Linked DNA regions of Mus musculus: region 1 is linked to region 2. The links are chromatin contacts, called in public Hi-C maps. All regions are on one chromosome and are shown on one strand. Each heading gives the region's core, a stretch centred on a gene start, on an enhancer-like site or on the middle of the called end of the contact. The rest is flanking DNA. Distances are from core to core; before and after follow the strand shown. Region 1 has its middle 53 kb from the start of Dip2c. Region 2 holds the start of Dip2c (disco interacting protein 2 homolog C).

Evidence for each region. Hi-C and Micro-C count contacts between places; a contact is called where the count stands out from the background.
Region 1: a contact with region 2 is called in a Hi-C map of liver, with 1.9 times the contacts expected there. The contact joins the enhancer-like site here to the promoter of Dip2c in region 2. A contact is called at or near these places in 2 of 39 promoter capture datasets (hippocampal neurons and liver), 3 of 484 Hi-C or Micro-C datasets (the C2C12 cell line, liver and muscle stem cells) and 1 of 115 datasets of contacts at active chromatin or transcription factors (fibro-adipogenic progenitors).

What each region holds. Positions count from the first base shown.
Region 1 is chr13:9,220,670-9,225,713 of GRCm38.p6, reverse strand. It overlaps the pseudogene Gm8784. Among named protein-coding and RNA genes, the nearest start is that of Dip2c, 53 kb to the left of the region's middle. Within about 2 kb of position 2,148, at least 3 of the 459 cell types and tissues checked have an H3K27ac peak or open chromatin away from gene starts, as enhancers often do. A contact at or near this core is called in liver, where this site is marked.
Region 2 is chr13:9,272,829-9,277,998 of GRCm38.p6, reverse strand. It overlaps Dip2c (disco interacting protein 2 homolog C), which reads right to left and starts at 1,474. Exons shown (of 37, transcript NM_001081426.2): 1 at 933-1,474. The coding sequence starts at 1,017. It also overlaps the pseudogene Gm46391.

The DNA.
Region 1 (5,044 bases), core at 899-3,398, 53 kb after region 2:
AAGATATAAGATACAATTTCCTAAACACATGAAACTCAAGAAAAATGAAGACTGAAGTGTGGACACTATGCCCCTCCTTAGAAGTGGGAACAAAACACCCTTGGAAGGAGTTACAGAGACAAAGTTTGGAGCTGAGATAAAAGGATGGACCATGTAGACACTAGCATATCCGGGGATCCATCCCATAATCAGCTTCCAAATGCTGACACCATTGCATACACTAGCAAGATTATGCTGAAAGGACCCTGATATAGCTGTCTCTTGTCAGAGTATGCCTGGGCCTAGCAAACATAGAAGTGGATGCTCACAGTCAGCTATTGGATGGATCACATGGCCCCCAATGAAGGAGCTAGAGAAAGTACCAAAGAAGCTAAAGGGATCTGCAACCCTATAGGTGGAACAACATTATGAACTAACCAGTACCCCGGAGCTCTTGACTCTAGCTGCATATGCATCAAAAGATGGCCTAGTCGGCCATCACTGGAAAGAGAGGCCCATTGGACACGCAAACTTTATATGCCCCAGTACAGGGGAACGCCAGGGCCATAAAAGGGGAGTGGGTGGGTAGGGGAGAGGGGGTGGGTGGCTATGGGGGACTTTTGGTATAGCATTGCAAATGTAAATGAGCGAAATACCTAATAAAAAATGGAAAAAAAAAAAAAAGAGTGGGGAAAGGAGGAGGGGACAGGTGAGGGGAAAGTCCCCAGCCAGCCCTGCCCCCACCCTCCCCCAGTCACCTCTACCAGAAGTCCTGACGGTGGTAAGAATCAGGGTCACAGTATTTTGTGACCACCACTCTGTTGTCGAACTTGCGACCGGTTAGAGCCTGCATGGCTTCTGGCAGTCAAACACTGAGGTGAACTCCACAAAGATCTTTCCACAGCCAGGCACCTCGACGCTGTCCACGGGGCAGGGAATGTCAATGGATTTGACCAGCCCATACTTGCTGCACTCGTCTCATACGTCCTCTACAATCTCCTCATACTCCTCACCGTCCAGCAGCTCCTCAGGCAGCACCATGTTCACGAGGCACAGGACCTCAGTTGGGTGACCGCCCATCTGCACCTGAGAGCTCATCAGGCCGGGCACTTGAAGGGTCACAGGTGTCTGATTGATGGTGCTCAGCATGGCATTCTTGGCTCTCACACTCGCCCTCTGGACAAGCAGCTTCTTGTCCCCTAGCTGCATCCCATTCAGCCCCGCAATGGCCTGACCTGTGACGTTGATGTCCACGTACTCACAGAAGGCATAGCCCTTGGAGAGCCCTGTGGCACTATCCTTGACCAAGTTGAAGGCCTTGAGAGGCCCAAAGGATGTCAGCAGCTCTTTTACCTGGTCATCATTTAGGTAATTGGTCAAACCCCCGATGAACAGCTTGTGGGCAGAATCTGGGACTACAGTGGATACAACTCCAGGCACATAAACAGAGGGGTTCTCTGACACGCCAGGCAGTGGTTGATAGTCATGAGGCCTTCGAATCTTCAATGACTGGCCCTGGAAGATGATGCCATCAAAGGCCATGGCCTGGGTCGTCTCATCCACTGACCGGAACTCCAAAAAGGCAAAATTCTTGTCTTGATTTATCTGCACAGCCAAGACTGGGTTGCCAGGGACCTGAGTCAAACCCCCCCCCCCCGCCCCCCAAGCACATTTGGGCGTCGAAGAAGTCCATCATAGCCTCCTCAGTCATGCCAAAAGGGATGTTGCTCACGTAGAGACGTCTGGCCTGTCTGGTCATCTGGCTCCCAACCACAGGCACTGGCGTTGGGGTCACACCCAGACCATCAGGAATCATGGTCGGGAGAAGGGCAGTGGCTGGAATCTGAACCGCAGCTTGCATGGCCTTGTACTGCATTGGGATGATGTGCTCAAAGCCAGGCAGTGGCACGTCCCAGTATTTACGCACCTTCTTCTTCTTCTCATGGCGGGGAGAAAGAATCAATCCACCATGCTCCTCTTTAGCGCCTCTTGTCAAAGGTTTGCTTCGTCTCTCCTATCCCCAGAGGCACAGCGCTGGTCCCGGTTGCACCGATCTCGGCTCCTGCTACTGTGCTTTCGGTCTCGGCTTCTGCCTACTGTGACTACGCGACTGTGACTATTGCTTCCTGTGCCGATTCTCCTTGTCCCGTTCTTGTTTATTTTCGTTGAGCTGCCGCTCGAACTCGTCGAAGTCCGAAATGCTTAGGCGGCCACGGCCACGCAGGGCCCTGTGCAGCTCTTGCCTCGCCTCGCCTCGCCTTGCCGCCCGCCTGCTCGCTCCTGGTGAGAATTTCTAAGAATCTACTGTATCTAGTCAATTACAAAATGCCAGACTTGCCAACCCACCCGGGAAAAGTTTAATCACTTTTTAAAAGAAAAGAAAAAAAAATACAGACGTTTATCCTGGGGCAGAGAGAATGAGTAGTAAGTAAATAATTTATATTGGATTCCAAATTTCCTGGGCAGCCTCAGCACAAGGCTCATGCACAGCTCAAGTCAATAACTGTCAGATAACAGCACAATCAAAGGCCAGATGCGCCCAAGGGCTGGACACAGACTCAGTCATAGCTGGAGCCCAAGCTGATAATCTTTCTCAGCAGAAATGACTGCTTTCAAGCAATTTTCAGAGAAAGAGAGAGAGACAGAGAGACAGAGAGAGGGAAAGGAGCCTTTAGCGACATTAGTCTCTTAACTGTAGCTCAGGATGACCTTGAATTCCTGATTGCCTGTCCTCTACCTCCCAAGTTCTGGAATTACAGACATGCATCATCATGGCCAGTTTGCGCAATGCTGTGGATCAAACCTGGGGCTTTGTGCTTGCCAAACAAGCGCTCTACTAACTAAGCTGTGTTCTGACCATTACTCCACTTATTCACGACTGTGAACGTTACACTCATGAAGAATCAGAGGGAATAAGTGTGCATGGAGAGGGTGGGCCATATAAACAGAATTTGGGTGAGCGTAACATCTGAGAAAACAACTTTTAAAACTGCCAGTTAACAGAGCTATCAATTTCCAGCCAGTAAATGGGACCCATCATCCCCTAAGCAGGTGGTTTAAGTCTGAGTTTTCTTAGAGAGCTAAGGTTGTCAGTGGGACCAGGAGCAGGTTTGTACAGGAATGGATGTGTGTGTAGATGGCTTGGACTCTGCATGACCAAATGTTAAGAGGACTCTATGCTACCCTTCCCAGAAGTTACTCCCAGCTACTGAGTCCTTTAGCAACATAGTACAGCTCTGCATTCCCCAGAGAAGCTGTTTCTGGGGCACTCTTCCCAGTCTGCAATCCACCTGTGCACCTGGCCTTGTGCTGCAAGAATAGGTGGCTGGCTCTCAGAGCCATGATACCCAAGCGAGGAAGTGAGGGACACTGAAATGGAGTGGTGTTGAGACCAGTGAATGAGGACAAGGAAGGCCTAGGATGACAAGTCCAGGGACATAAAGTAGTCCTGGGTGTGTAGAGACAAGGGGAATGGAGAGAAGGGGAGAGACAGGTGGGATGATAAAAGGGAGGGTGGGAAGGAAAGGGGAGAAGGAAGCAGGGAGGAGGAGGAAGAAGAGGAGGAGGGAAAGGGAAGGAGGAAGAAGGGGGAGGAAGAAGAGGAGGGGGAGGGAGAGGAAGAGGAAGAAGAGGAGAGGAGATGTGGGGAAGGAGGAAGAAGGGGAAGAGGAGGGGGAGGAAGAAGAGAAGGAGGGGAGGGGAAGGAGGAGGAGGGGGAGGAAGAGGGGAGGAAAAAGAGGAGGAGGGGAGGGGAAGGAGGAAGAAGGGGGAGTGAGAGGAGGAAGGGAGAGAGAGGAGGAGGGGGGAGGAAAAGGGGGAAGGAGGAGAGGGAGGAAGAGGAAGAGGGGGAGGGAGAAGAGGGAGAGGAAGAAGAAAGGGGAAGAGGAAGGGGGGAGGAGGAGAGAGTGGAGGCAGCAGACAAGCTGATTACTGGCACCCATTGCTCTTTGCTTCCTGAGTGCAGATGCAAAGTGAGCAGCCAGCTTGCATCTCCTGCCATGCCTTCCCTGACTGATGGACTATACCTTCAGAATATGAACCAAAGTAGACAGATCCTTCTGCCTCGAGAGAAGAAAAGAGAAAGAGAAACTTCACCCCCATTGCAGCTGTATTAGGAGAAGGAGATTTGAGAAACATTAACCCCCGAGGGAGGGCACCACCCTCACATGGGACTTAAGGACCCTGTAGCAGAGCTGCAGAGGACATGGCACTCACCCCTTCTGACCTTCGGGCTAGTGGTGACACAGCATTTGTGCTCTCTGCAGAAAACAGCTGCAAGGTGCCATTTTGGAAGCGGAATAAAGAGCCCTCCACAGACAGAAAGATTTAGTGGCTCGACCTTAGTTTTCCCGCCCCTAGAGCTTTGAGAAATAAACTTCTGTCGTCTCAAGTATTGTATTATGGCATCATCCACAGCCCAAGACATTATGTTACTCAGACATACTCTGATTTATTCAGTTTCCTACTGAAATAAATTAAGGATGTTTAGACCACTTTTCCACAAGTAATGCTTCCATGAACACCTTGGAAGCTGTTGATTCATTCATATTTTTTCATATCCTAAAGTTATAGTTGCTTGGTCAGTCATGAGAGGTGTTGGTGCCTGCCTGTAATGTTAGCTCTAAGGAGGTAGGGGCAGAAGGACCAGGAGTTTAGGGCCATCCTTGGCTACATAGAGAGTTTCTGGGCTACATGAGACACCTGCACAAACCAACCAACCAACCTACCACCAAGGAGAAAGCCATTGCCTTCTGATTTCCTTGTTTGTTTCTTCAATAACAACCAGAATCCAATAACACACACCTACATGCTGGGTGACTGGCTGGCAGCTCTGCCGATCCTGCCCATAGACTTGTTACTACCCTGTGCCTGCAGATTGACAGAAATTTGGCTGGGATGACAGGTAACTGTGCCCTCCAGAAGGGAAATTGAGCACACACAAGGGGAGAGGCTTGGCTAGCGTCTGTTGGGGCCTTGTTTGAATTTTGCTGACATTCCATGGCTTCAGCAAGTCTGCGCTAAGCCCAGAGTCTGAAAGAAAGGGCATCAGAAAGTCCCAAGGCCA
Region 2 (5,170 bases), core at 225-2,724:
AACCCAAGCTGAAACTTATGACAGTTGAGCACATGATGTCCACCATGAAGAGCAAAGACGAAAGCGTATATAACACTCCGTGAAATCACAGCAGAGCAGCCGCAAAGTCTCAATGTCTCTATCCGGCACGATGGGAAGGAGGCATCCAACCTGGCCTGAGGGGGGAGGTTTTAGGGCTCTAACTCAACCAGCTCGTCACAAACACGCCGGAACAATAGTACTACTATCTTCCTCCCGCTGACAGGACCGTGTGCCTGCAGCCTCAGGGGGATCCAATCCCGAAGTCCACTGACAAGTTTCGCATTAAAATCAGGCCATTCAGAGGCCGTCCCCAAGCAGGGAGCGTGGAAGCATGTGCTGTGCTGGTGCTGGTGGTGCTGCTGGTGCATGTGGTGGTGGTGATGATGGTGGTGGTGGTGGTGGTGGTGGTGGTGGTGGTACTGCAGCTGCATCAAGGACGCAGCGCCTCTCCATTAGGGAAGAGCGCACATCCCCACCAAGGCCATTTCCCCCGCAGCCCTAAAGGTTGCTCCATCTTGCTTCGTAGCCGGGAGCCCCGGGCCCAGCCGCAGCGCGCAGGGGGCATCGCGGCTGCACCGTGCCAGTTGAGCCTGGAGGGCGGGGGCCGCGGCACGCACACGCGCGCGCGTGCACACACACACATACACACGCACACACACTACACACACACACACACACACACACACACACAAGCACGCGCGCACACAAGCACATGCACACACATGCACCCTCCCCGGGGCCACCACACGGGGCCCGGGCCAGGGTCAGGGCCGGGGCCCCGCCACCCCGAGGCCCGGCGCGCGCCCTCCCCGGAGTGACAGCACGGCCCGGCCCGCGGGGCCCCGAGCGCGCTCCAGAGAAGCGGTGTCCCGGCCCGGCCCGGGCGCGGGGCTAAGGGGGGTTGCTGTTACCTTCCGACAGCTCCAGCTCCAGCTCGGCCAGCCGGGCCCTCACCTCCAACGGGAGAGCCATGCCTTCCAGGCTGCGGTCCGCCATGCTCGCCGCAGACGCCTCCGCCCTGCCGGCCTCCTCTTTGTTCGCCGACGGAGGGCTCCTCAGCGGCCGCCACTCGAACCCGGAGGAGCCGCACTGAGGAGGCGGCGGCGGGCGGGCGGGAGCGGGAGGCCGGGCGGCGGCGGGCAGGCGCGCGGGGATTTTCTCCTTAGCCTCCTCAGCCTCGTCAGTCTCCTCAGCGCCTCCTCAGTCTCCTCAGCGCCTCGTCAGCCTCCTCAGCGTCTCCTCAGCGCCTCCTCAGTGCCTCGTCAGTCTCCTCAGCCTCCTCAGCGCGGCCCCGACCCTGGCGGTGGCCTCGCGCCCGGCTCTCTGCGCGCCTCCCCCAGCCGCGGGCTCCGGCCCCGCTCGGCCGGCACCGGATCACGGGCCCGCCCGCGGTCACGGCCACAGGGCTCTCGAGCTGCTCCGCGGCCGCCCTGCCCCGGCGGGAGCGAGCGCCGCTGCGCGCGCACCGGGCAACAAGAAGGCGCGCGCGGAGGGTGGGAGCGCGCGGACGTGCCACGGCGGCGCGCGCTCAGGGGGGCGGGGCCTCCAGCGAGTACTTCGAGAGCGCGCTCGTGGGACAGTGGTGCATTTGGCCTTAGGAGGGGGTCTTCCCAACCCTGAGGCTTAGTTAGGCTCCTCAAGACTCAAGGAGAAAAATAAAGAAGGCATTCGGAAGCACACCCTAGCCTGCTTGTTAAAACTTCAAATGTTCTGGATCATCGAGGGCTGATTTTTTTAAAATACTTTTAAGAGGAAAAAATAATTAAAAAAAAAAAACAAAACAGCATGAGACATAGATTGAGTCCTAGGTTTGAAGTTTAAAAGCATGGATCTAGAACAGACTACTATATGACCTTGAAACACACAATGTTTTGTCTAGACTTCATTTTTCCCATCCGTGGAAATAAATCAAGGTAGGTTGGGTCTGTCACACACTGTCCAGCCTAAGGAGTCTTCAGCAAGTGTCTTCTCCCTCACATCCTACAATATCATCCCCTGCTTTTCTTCTACCTCTTGTGAATTTTTTTCCCTTTGGTCATCGCCTGTGATGGTATCAATGTCTATTCTGAATGGCTGATACGGAGTCTGACTATTTGGGGGCATTCTCGCATGGCCAGCTGTCTCCAGAGTAATCTCACCTAGCTGCCCCTGAAGCCCCAAACACCACAAAACCAAAGTAAAAACAGCATCTCCTAACATTAAACATCCACCTGCTTCTTAAAGCATTTTATTAACTCTTTGAGAATCTCCTACAATGTATCCCTTAGCTCCTCCCAGAGTCATCCCCACCTCTCTACTATCCCAATTTTATGTCTATTATTATTATTATTATTATTATTCAATAACCTATGGACTCCAATTTGTTCTGCTCAAATATTTCAGGATGGCTGATCTCACAGGAGGCACATCCTTATGGAAAAAAATAATAAAAAACTGACTCTCCCTCCCCGAGAAGCCATCAACTGGCCATAGGGATAGGAGCTCATTAGCCCTTTGCTATGGCATGCTAGAATGTTAACTGCCTTCATCCTGTGCTGGCAACCATAGCTTCTGTGAGTTTGTGAGTCCAGAGGTATTGTCGTGTCCAGAAGACAGTTTTGTTCCCAGTTTTCCTCAACCTCTGACTATTACAATCTTTCTACTCCGTCTTCTGTGATGGTCTCTGAGCTTCGGGTGTGGGGTTATGATACAGACGCCCTATTTGTGACTGAGCACTCTACTGACATCTATTCTCTCCACTTTGATCAGTTGTGAGTTTCTGTGTCAACCACTACACAAAGAAATTCCTCTGATGAGGTCGGAAGTCTGCACTAGTCTGTGGGTAGAGAAATACAAATTTAGAGGGCAGTTTGATGCCTCGTCCCTTTAGCGGAGTAGTAATAGTAGGTTAGGTTCACTCCTACCTATGATCTCCCCAGCCAGATTTGCAGTACCAGGCATATGTTTCCTCCTGTGAGGCAGGTCTGAAATCCAATCAGACAGCAGTTGTGAAAGCATATGACCTTGATCTTCACACATAGTATTAATATCATTCAGGTTATTATTGCAGGGTTCATAGATGGTTAAAACTGTTAAACACACACATCCACAGCCTGCATAGCACCTTCCAGTACCAAGCAAGACAGCCAACAAAGAAGAAACTTACTGATTAGCATTGATGGATTCTGCCATGTCCTATGAATAATGTGTACGGTGCCTTCGGCCTTAGGGTCTTACCCATCACCCACCTGCTTTTATCAGCTACTAGTGTTTTCCTAATTATCTAGGCTAAAGTCACCCTGGCTTCTCTACCTTCCTTTATCTTCACACAACTTTTGCTTCTCAGTCCCCTCAAATGTATCCCACAAAAACACTGATGGTCTGCTTCCTTCCCATGCCTGCAAACACTGTTTCTAGTCCCCATGCTTCTTCCTGCCTGGAATATTCTAAAGACCATTGAGATGGTGTACCCAGCAATGGGACCCTGAAATTGTAGACACTTCTTTCAACAGTGCTTCAGCACATCTTCTTATGGAACGCAAGTGAACTTCTTAGCTTTAAACTAGGGGACCCTCACTAACTGCTCCAACCTTCAGCCTAGTCTTACCTGCCCACCCCCCATAGGTTCTTGAAGAAAGGATGACTAATATTCAGCATCCTTGCTAATTGTACATCAGTCTTCTGAGGCAGGACCTCATGTGTTCAAGGCTGGCCTCCAACTTACTATGTAACCAAAGATGGTATGTACCATGCTGCCTGGTTTATGCAATGCTGGCAACCAATCCCAGGGCTAAACCAACATTCTAAAACCTGAGTACACCCCAGCCCCCAAATGGAACATCCATCTTCTTAATTGTTTTCATCTTGTTTATGTTTATTTTTATGTATAGAAGTCAGCATGTTAGATCTTCAGGATTTGAAGTCACAGACAGTTGTGATCTGCCATGTGAGTACTTGGAATGGAATCCGGGTCTTCCAGAGGTGGAAGAGCAGTTAGTACTCTTACTTGCTGAGCCATCTCATCTTGATTATGAATTCTCTTGTTGGCTCAGAATTTTCCCCGTCAGCTCTCTTCTCCCTTACTATGTTCCTATCACTCTGATTTCATCCAATTTGACCTTCAGTTAGTCTTAATCTTTAGCCTGTGGGTAGACTCCTTGAAGACCAGGAACAAACCTCTGGAAATCTCATTCATTTGACAAGTGTTGCTCTCTTATGAAGATCTGCTTCTCGGTAGAGAACTGTGGGAGAGAAATAAGCCACTAGCAATGATAAACTTGAAAACTGTGAGCTCCAGACTGCCGGTTCTTTTGGTTCTATACCGGGTCCTATACTGTGAGGTATGTCCATTGGTTTGGTGTTTACTTAAGAACATATTAAAATACAGTAGATACTGCTGGCACAATGTTTGGCCCCATTCTTTTCATTATGATCAATCTAGCCACTAATTAAGAAATCTCTAAAGATCTCATTCCACTTTCCATGTTATAGATGAAAAACCTTAAGGAAGTAAAATATAATAAAACCAGGACTGAAACCCTAGTCTCCATTACTGTCCCATAATGCTTTGTCTGGACTTGGTTTTTTTTTTTTTAACCTTACTTTTTATCTTTTGCATATATATTGTTTCCAATTTTGTGTTGTTATGGGTTTTCTATGTGTGTCTGTAAATCTGTATGTGTTTCTCATGCTTTTCCTTTCTTTTCCCCATTTGTTTGTTTGCCTGGTTATTTTGTAAAGAAAGAGAAAGAAGGTGTGGAGTTGAATGGCTGGGGAGGTGGGGAGGATCTGGGAAGAAATGAGGGAGGGGAAACCATGATAAGAATATACTGTATGAAAAAATCTATTTTCCTTGTCTTTGGTCATTCTGTGCCGTCATGTCTGTCCTGAGGCCACTGCTGCTGAGGAGCCTGACCGGCTCTGCCCGTCGGCTCATGATGCCAGCAGCTCAGGTCCACTCAAAGCCACCACAGGAGCAGCTCAAAGTCCTGGATATCAACATTGGTCTCACTTACTGCTTCATGTGTTGTCTTCTGCCTACTGGCTGGATCCGTTATACCTGGAGAGCTACAAGAAGCAGGAGTGAAGAGAGCTGTCTTCCCTCATCCTTTGACTAGACCCCTCTTGCCAGCCCACCTTGATCATATTTCCTGCATTCCTGGCTGGCCTT